3 separate regions of the Sus scrofa genome follow, and regions 1 and 2 are each linked to region 3. The links are chromatin contacts, called in public Hi-C and HiChIP or PLAC-seq maps. All regions are on one chromosome and are shown on one strand. The core of a region is the stretch at or near the end of the contact, and the rest is flanking DNA. Distances in the headings are between cores, read along the strand shown. Region 1 overlaps TRPM5 (transient receptor potential cation channel subfamily M member 5). Region 2 overlaps KCNQ1 (potassium voltage-gated channel subfamily KQT member 1). Region 3 holds the start of CDKN1C (cyclin-dependent kinase inhibitor 1C).

What was found. Hi-C and Micro-C count contacts between places; a contact is called where the count stands out from the background. HiChIP or PLAC-seq counts read pairs in DNA pulled down with a chosen protein or histone mark.
Region 1: a Hi-C map of fetal liver shows a contact between it and region 3, with 2.9 times the contacts expected there. The contact joins the enhancer-like site here to the promoter of CDKN1C in region 3. A contact is called at or near these places in 1 of 5 promoter capture datasets (liver), 27 of 47 Hi-C or Micro-C datasets (adipose tissue, alveolar macrophages, blood and 16 more) and 2 of 2 datasets of contacts at active chromatin or transcription factors (alveolar macrophages and skeletal muscle).
Region 2: an H3K27ac HiChIP or PLAC-seq map of skeletal muscle shows a contact between it and region 3, with 8 times the contacts expected there. The contact joins the enhancer-like site here to the promoter of CDKN1C in region 3. A contact is called at or near these places in 18 of 47 Hi-C or Micro-C datasets (blood, brain, embryonic fibroblasts and 10 more) and 1 of 2 datasets of contacts at active chromatin or transcription factors (skeletal muscle).

Annotation. Positions count from the first base shown.
Region 1 is chr2:1,657,016-1,659,832 of Sscrofa11.1, reverse strand. TRPM5 (transient receptor potential cation channel subfamily M member 5) reads left to right here. Exons shown (of 25, transcript XM_021082618.1): 6 at 366-549; 7 at 1,926-1,990; 8 at 2,090-2,281. Among named protein-coding and RNA genes, the nearest start is that of TRPM5, 6.5 kb to the left of the region's middle. Within about 2 kb of position 1,427, at least 7 of the 83 cell types and tissues checked have an H3K27ac peak or open chromatin away from gene starts, as enhancers often do. A contact at or near this core is called in fetal liver, where this site is marked.
Region 2 is chr2:1,745,478-1,748,244 of Sscrofa11.1, reverse strand. The region is part of intron 2 of KCNQ1 (potassium voltage-gated channel subfamily KQT member 1); the gene reads right to left. Among named protein-coding and RNA genes, the nearest start is that of KCNQ1, 72 kb to the right of the region's middle. Within about 2 kb of position 1,299, at least 9 of the 83 cell types and tissues checked have an H3K27ac peak or open chromatin away from gene starts, as enhancers often do. A contact at or near this core is called in fetal skeletal muscle and skeletal muscle, where this site is marked.
Region 3 is chr2:2,020,643-2,023,342 of Sscrofa11.1, reverse strand. It overlaps CDKN1C (cyclin-dependent kinase inhibitor 1C), which reads left to right and starts at 1,251. Exons shown (of 4, transcript XM_021082622.1): 1 at 1,251-1,631; 2 at 1,813-2,477. The coding sequence starts at 1,823.

The sequences.
Region 1 (2,817 bases), core at 178-2,677, 360 kb after region 3:
AGCAGGTGGCAGCATCAAGGCGTGAGGAGGAGGCTGCCAGCTCCCGGCAGCACAGGCCTGGGCTGGGGACCTGGGCCCCAAGATCCCACCGAATGAGTGCCCGAATGAGTGGCTTGGCCGCCTTCCCGCAAGCCGGGGTGACCCTGGGCCAGGGCCCCCAGCGTCCCCCGGGGGGAGGGGTCTGAGGAGGCCTAGGCAGTCCCCGGAGTGGAGCTTCCAGCCCCGGGCTCTGTCTAGAGGGTCCCCTCCCTGGCCTGCCCCCAGGCTCCCCAACAGCAGCCCAGCCCTCCCTCCACCTGGGGTGGGGGCAGCCTGGGGCCTGGTCAGAAGCCTGGGCCAGGCCTCACGGTCTGTGTGGGGCCCAGGAGGACAGCCCTGTTCGCTACCCCATGGATGACAGTGGCGGCCAGGGCCCCCTCTGCCCCCTGGACAACAACCACTCCCACTTCATCCTGGTGGAGCCGGGCCCGCCTGGGAAGGGTGACGGGCCCACGGAGCTGCGGCTGAGGCTGGAAAGGCACATCTCGGAGCAAAGGACTGGCTACGGGGGTGAGGCCCGGCTGCCTGGCTGCCCAGGGAGGCCGCCAGGGAACATGGGGCGGTGGGGGTGGGGGGGCACAGTGCGTGGGCAGGGCTGGAAGGACCACCAGGGTGGCGGGGAAGGGCATTCAGGGCTGAAGGCACCAAGGTGGCCCAGGAGGGGGTCCCGCCAGCCAGCGTGCTGGGGGATGCAGCTGTGGGGAGTAGCCCTGCCAGGTGATAACATTCCCAACAGGTGGCAGAGTGGTTTCAGGCTCATGCCCAGTGGGGCACCGCTGGCCACAGGCTCTGGCAGTGGGCTCGGGGCTTTGGGAAGAAATTGAGATGTGTGGGTTTCAAATTTCCCTCCACAGGCTACGAAGTAGGCTGCCGCCAGGGGGCAGAGTCGTCTGGGGAATGGGCAGGGCTATGGCCCATTCAAAAGCTGGATTTGCAAATACTAGCGCACAGCCGCTATTTGTAAACAAGGTGTAGAATGGCGTGCGATGTTTATAAGCAATACGTCATGTTTGTCAGCTGAGCCCGCTTTAATGAAAGCACGGCCAGAGCCATGTTTAAACGGTCAGCACATCGGTGCGGCCCACGATATCCGCCCCATTCAGTCAGGAGGCGCCCTTGGTGTTGGAGGGGACCCTTCCCAGGGTGGGGCACCCCTGCCTGCCCGCCTGTGCCTCCCACTCAGCCGAGGGGCAGCTCCAGGCTTCCCTGGGGCTTCCCGTGTGGAAGACTCATTTCCAGTTTGTTTGGGGAAGAAACCCACCATCGCCCTCCCCCACCTCTCGGATGCACCCCGTGGGTCTCGGAGGACCCAGCAGCAAGGCCATGGCCCTTTCTGCCCTGATGGGGAAGGGGGGGCACTGGGTGTGTGGCTGGTGCGGCCAGGGACTGCAAGTTCAACTTCGCAGTGTTGTTGGTTCGTTTGCTTGTTTGCTTTCCAGGGCCACACCCGCGGCCTATGGAGGTTCCCAGGCCAGGGGTCGAATCGGAGCTGTAGCTGCCGACCGACACCACAGCCACAGCAAAGCGGGATCCGAGCCGCATCTGCGACCTACCCCGCAGTGCACGGCAACACCGGACCCTTAACCCATGGAGCAAGCCCAGGGGTCGAACCTGTGTCCTCATGGATACGTGCTCGGTTGTAACCTCCCTAAGTCCGCATTTGAATAGCCACAAAGCAGCTGCCTCAGGCCATAGCGTGTGGGGCTGGCATCCTTGCCTGACGGGCAGCCTGAAGCCCACACCTCAATAGAAAAAGCCCCTTTGCTGGAGTTTGCCCAGAAAATGGAGAGATGGATGGTGTGAGGCCGGGGCGTCACCCCACGGGGAGGGTCCCAGGCCCTCCGCCCCCCGAGCACCCGGCGGACCTCCTCACGCTCTGTCCACAGGCACGAGCAGCATCGAGATCCCCGTCCTCTGCCTGCTGGTCAACGGCGACCCCAGCACCCTGGAGGTAGGGTGGGGGCAGGGGGCATCCCGCGTGGCCCGCCCTGCCAGGACAGGGACGCGCCGGAGCTGACTCCGGGTCGCTGTCCCCTCCCGCCCGCCTCAGAGGATCTCCAGGGCTGTGGAGCACGCCGCGCCGTGGCTCATCCTGGCGGGCTCTGGGGGCGTCGCCGACGTGCTGGCCGCCTTGATGCACCAGCCCCAGCTCCTGGTGCCCCAGGTGGCTGAGAAGCAGCTCAGAGAGAAGTTCCCCAGCGAGCACTTCTCCCGGGAGGACATCCTGCACTGGACAGCCCTGGTACGAGCTGCCCACAAACCACGCTCAGGTGACCCAGCGCCCCCGCCTCACCCCTGCCCAGGCCCTCGTCAGCCGGGGTACCTTGGTCTATGGGGGGGCCGGGGCCAAAGGGCAGCGGGTGGACAGGGTGGTAGCTGGCCTGCTCCCTGGGGCTGCCTGGGGCCCAGTGGGCAGTGGGTGGTGAGGGAGGCAGCTGGCTGCTCCCTGGGGCCCCCGAGCAGTGGGCGGACAGGACAATGGGTGTCCTGCTCTCTGGGGCTGCCTGGGGCCCACGGGCAGAGCATGGACAGGGTGACTGGCCTGCTCCCTGGAGCCCAGCAGATAGCACATGGACAGGGCGGCAGCTGGCCTGCTCCCTGGGTGAACTGAGTGGTGGCTGGCCTGCGCCCTGGGGCCCATCAGGTAGCAGGTGGACAGGGCGGCGGCTGGCCTGCTCCCCAGGGCCCACGAGTAGAGGGTGGACAGGGTGGCTGGCCTGCTCCCTGGGGCCCATCAGGCAGAAGGTGGACAGGGCTTCAGCTGGCCTGCTCCCTGGG
Region 2 (2,767 bases), core at 50-2,549, 280 kb after region 3:
AAAAAAGCTTCCAGAAGGAGGAAGGTTAGCAAAGCCACAGGACACACTTAGCAACAAACGATCCAAACGTGAAATCGAACGAACGATAATCCAGCATCTCGGTAGCTTTAAAACAAGAAATACTTGGTGACAAGTCTCACAAATGGCACCCGAGACCTGTGCACCCCCCAACCTGGAAAACATGGTGGAGCGATACTACAAATATATCTGAATACGTGCAGAGATATTGGGTTCAGAAAACTTGGCCTCCTGAAGATGTGCTTGATACCTGAATTCATCTAACTGCTTGTCGCAGGGCGAATCAAAATTCCAGCAGGACTTTGGGGCAGAACTTAACACACCGATTCTGAGATTTTCATGGACATGCAAAGGACGAGAATGGCCAACATACTTTCGAAAATGCACAAAATTGAGGGATTAACACAGCCTGATTTCAAGGCTTACTACAAAAGCCGCATTAATCAAGTCAGGGTGGTGGTGGCAGAACAGATTAGAAAGTCTAGAAACAGACCCACGCAGATGGTTGACTGATTTTCATCAAAGGTGTCAAACTAATTCGATGGAAACAAAGAGCTCGAAGGAATGGATAACCACGTGCAGAGAGAGTCTGCCCGATCCGTACCTGTCACCGTCCATCAAATTAAACTGGAAACGGATCACAGATCTAAACAGAAACGGAAAACTCTGAAATGGCCACAGAAAACAGGAGAAAACGCTCTGTAACCTTGGACTCGGCAAATAGTTCTCAGAACACAAAAGCCTGAACCTTGGAGGGAAAGGGAAAAAAACTCCCCAAAGAATTGGACCTCCTCAAAATTAAAAACTTCTGTTCTTTGGAGAGATGCTGTGAAGAACGAGCAAAGAGAAGCCCCAGATTGGGAGAAAATCATTGCAAAACAAAACCTGCTCATCGAAATCTAATCTCTAGATGTCTATGCAGCCTCTAGGGACAGCCCCCACGGCTCGCTGATGACGGCCAGGGACCGGGTCCCTCCGACGAGCAAAACACTGAACAGCCACTTGGTCCAAAAAGACATCTGAGCGGCCCGCGAGCCCAGCAAGGTGCCCGCCGTCACTCGTCACCGGGGACGGTGGTGAAAACCACGGGACCGAGCCGCACACCCATGAGAAAGGCTGAGACCCGACGCAGGCGACACGAGGTGCCGGTGGGGACGCGGTTCGATGGAAACCCTCGGACGGGGAGGAAGGGAAGCGGAGCCACCGTGGAAGCCAGCGTGCAGTTTCTTAGAAAGGTCAGCGCGCATGCAGCCCAGCGTCCAGCATCTCGCTCCCAGGGATTTCCCGAGAAAAATGAAGACATATGACCACTCAGAAACCTGACTGCTGTAATCAGGGCAGCTTTAATCATAACAGCTGAAAACTGGAAACGGCTCAAATGTCCATCAGCCTGCGAACAGATAAACAAACTGTGGTACATTTTATCCTTTCCAATTAAAAGGAAACAAATTACTGAACGCAGGCCACAACAAGGATGAAGCTCAAATGTGTTCTGCTCCGTGAAAGAAGCCAGACACAGAGGCTACAGAACTCAGAATGCCTTTCACATGACGTCCTGGAAAAGGCAGGACCCTGGGGACAGAAAACATCCGAGATTGCCAGGTGCTGGGGGCGCGGGGGCGGGGGCCTGCCAAGGACACAGAGGGACTTTCGGGGTGGCGACTGGACCACGGTAAGCGCTTGCCAGGGCGCCCTGAGCCGGCCACCTAAGAGGAGAACCTTCACGGCACAAAACCCGAATCAAAAATGACAAGGAATCAGAAACATCACGAGACCAACCCAAGAGACGGATGAATCCACGGGTTGGTTTTTACAGGACGAGTCTGTATCCTGAAAGGAGCGCTAAGGCAAAGCTCGGGCTGGGGAGATTTGTGTTTAACCCACCCTGAGGGAGAACTTGGGCCTTCCGTCTGCCCAGATGGATGCCCGGCCTCCCCCGCCCCTGCTGACGGCCGCCCCGATCCACCAGGGTGTGAGACGCCCCCCACTCACCTCCCCCAGGTTGCCCTCCTGGGTAAGCGCCCTGGGGATGGGGCAGTGGCCTGGCCCCGCCCAGCTTGCTGACCCCTCCCTCTCTGTCTCCCTCGCACATCAAGGGCCCCCAAGGGCGGCCCCCCAACCCCACTTGGAATCATACCCAGGCCCCGGGCCGGCTCGCAGGAGATGCTCAGTCCCTGAGCCCAGATGACACCCAACCCCACTGCCAGGTCACCCACCCCGCCCAGTGTCACCTGTCACCCTCCCCAAGGCCAAGGAGGAGCTCGAAGACTCCTTCCGGAAGCTCCTGAGTCCGTTCCCACCCCAAAATGCTCAGAGACACCGCCATGCCCCTACTGGCCTTCGGAGGACCCGGCTCACGTGTTCACTGGGTACCCCCGGCACTGACCCCACGCACACACTGAGAGGCCCCGAGGGGACCTGCCACCCTGCACCCCCAGCCCCCAGACCTTGGAGCACGTTGGCTTCTGGCACCCACGCTGCTCCTCCAGCCCCCGGAGCAAGGGTGCCCCACCTGAAAGGGCCTCAGCCTCGGCACCACGGGCCCTTCCCCGCGAAGCCCCCCCACACCCCCGCACCGAGAGAGTTAGGAGGGCACAGGGAGCGTGGAGGGCAGGCCTCCCGAGGACGTGACATCCGAGCTCCAGCCTGAAGGTCACAGACGAAGGGCCTTGGGAAGGACCTCAGGGAAGCCCGTCAGGAGGAGGCCCTCGGGGGCTTGGCGCGACGCAGGGGACTGGATCTGATTGGT
Region 3 (2,700 bases), core at 2-2,501:
TCAGCAGAAACTAATGGTCTCCTGTGGCCTCTCCCAGTAGGGATGGCCACGGGGGAGGGTCAGGGGCCTACCAAGGAGCAGGAGAGTGGGTCATGGGCCCTGCCTGGCAGGGCCTCCCCTTTCTGGGCTGGCCTCTCTCCCTGGCACTATGGCAGAGCCCACTGGCTTGCATGCCCTGTCACGCATTCTTAGGGGCGTACTTTCCCAACCAACAATGACTACAGGGCCCAACCGAGAGGGTGCTAGCCGTCCCGGAGGTCGAAGAGAGGTACCGCCCCTGGAAGCAGCTGAAGCAGGGCTGTCTGGGTGCCTGCCCACCACTGCCCCCCAACCCCTCGGCGGGGGCGGGGGTAGTTCCTGTGTGACAAGGGATAAGGCTGGGCCAGAGGATCAGCAATACTCAGTCAGGGCCCCAGGCAGGCCGGGCCAGGCCCACCCCTGTGTAGAAGCCTCCAGTGCCCCGTCCAATACCATCCAGCACAAGAGCGTCCAGCAGGCCAGCCTGGGCAGCCTGGTGTGGCTGCAGCCTGGCCCAGGCGTGAGGTGGCTGAGCACCGACGCAGTGGCATGGTGGGCATAGCTCAGGAGGGCAAAGCCAGGTGTCCATCTGCCGGGCAGGGAGGGCAGCCCCCAAGAACTAACAGACCTGGCTCCAGGCGATGAAGAGCCGGTCTCGATGGGCCCGCGGCTTCGCTCTTGGAGAAAGAGCGTTACAGAGCCTCCCGCCCCCTGGTCCCCCAATCTCCTCTCCCCGCGCGTGGACCTTAGGGCCAGCAGGTGTGTCAGGGCTCCAGGTGCGCGGAACCCTTCCAGGGACATAAGCCTCCCGCGCAACAGGTCGCGCGGGGGCAGCCGAAGACCCCATCTAGCTCCAGCCAAGGACGAGCTGGCCGCGGCGGGTTAGAGGCTCGTCAGCTGGCGCGGGAGGCCCGAAAGGGCGAGCGGGAGCGGCGGGACTGGGAGCCCCTCGGGCGGCGAGCGGGGCCAGGCCGGATGCCGGTCCTGCGAGCGGCTGTCGCCGCAAGCCGGGGAGAGCGCTCCCTCCGGCCGAAGGGGGGCGCCCGCGCCACCGCAGCCCAGCAGCCCCCGCCTGCAGACAAAGGAGCCGGCGTGGGGCGGGAGCGCGGGGGGGTGGGGGAATGGGGCGAGGGGGCGGGGCGCCGCGGTGTCACGTTACCGCCCGCAGCGCCCTTTAACTCGGGCTCCGCCCCGCGCCCCGCCCCCTCCCCGCCACTGCGCGCGCCCCGCGCCCCGCCAATCGGCCCTCGCGCCCCGCCCCGCCCTCGGGTGGGTGTGTGCAAAGGGCCAATGGGCGGCGGGCGGGGGCCGGGCCGCCAGAGGGGCGGGGGGAGCGCGGCGCCCGCCAATCGCCGCGGTGTTGTTGAAACTGAAAATACTACATTATGCTAATAGCAGCGGGGCCCGCGCCCGGAGGGTGGGGGGGTGGGACCCTCGCGTATAAAGGGGCGCGCGAGGACTGGGCGTTCCACAGGCCAAGTGCTCTGCGCTCGGTGGGTGCCAGCCAGGCCAGAGCCAGCCTAGCGAGCGAGGACAGGCACTGAGGGGGCGCGGCCGCCGGCCGGACGACACAGCGAACGAGACTCAGGAGCAGTCCACGGCCCGACAGCCAGGTAGCCGCCGCGCCGCCCTCCCGCTGCGTCCCTTTGCAAATGCAGACTCCGGCTACTCGGGGTCTCACTTGCTCCCGGCCTCCGCCCTCCTTTCCTCTCCTCTTCCTCCTTTTCCTCTCTCCTCCTCTCCCGCCGCCCGGCCCGCGCAGCCCTCGGACTTGTCCGACGTGTGTCTCCGCAGCGTGTTGGCAATGGAGCGCCTCGTCGCCCGCCGCACCTTTCCCCTGTTCGCGCGCACCAGCGCCTGCCGCAGCCTCTTCGGGCCGGTGGACCACGAGGAGCTGAGTCGTGAGCTGCAGATCCGTCTGGCTGAGCTGAGCGCCGAGGACCAGCGTCGCTGGGACTACAACTTCCAGCAGGACGTGCCACTGCGGGGCCCCGGGCGCCTGCAGTGGACCGAGGTGGACAGCGACTCCGTGCCCGCCTTCTACCGCGAGACGGTGCAGGTGGGGCGCTGTCGCCTGCTCCTGGCGCCTCGTCCGCGCCCGGACGGCGCGAGCGATAGCCCGCCCCCCGGGCCGCCGGCCGATGAGTCCCTCGACGGCCTCGGGGAGGCGCCGGAGCCGCCGTCCAGCGGCCCCGCCGTCGCGCCCGCCCCGGCCCCGGCCCCGGCGCCGCAGGAGAGCGCTGAGCAGGAGGCGGTCTCGCCGCCGCGCAGCCAGGAGCCCCTAGCCGAGCCGCCGCACTCAGGGATTTCGGGGCGCCCCGCGCCGGGCACTGCCGCCACTGCCAACACCGCTGCCGCCGCCGCCGCCGCCGCCGCCACTGCCGCCGCCGCCGCCGCTGCCACCACTGCCGCCGCCGGAGGCGCCGCGATCAAGAAGCTGTCCGGGCCTCTCATCTCCGGTGAGTCCCGCGCAGCCCCGCCCCGGCCCGGCCCGGCCCGGCCCTGCTTTGTCCGGCCGGCCGGGCTCCTCGGCCCTCGGGGGCCTCACTTGGTCCCCGCCTCCTCCGTGGCATTAAAGGGCCCGCAGCGCGCGGGGCGCGGCTGCGCCCGCACCCGGTCCCCACCCTGTTGTGCTCTCGAAAGGCTCACGGGGGAGGGATGGGAGGGCGCGCTCTGGCCCCC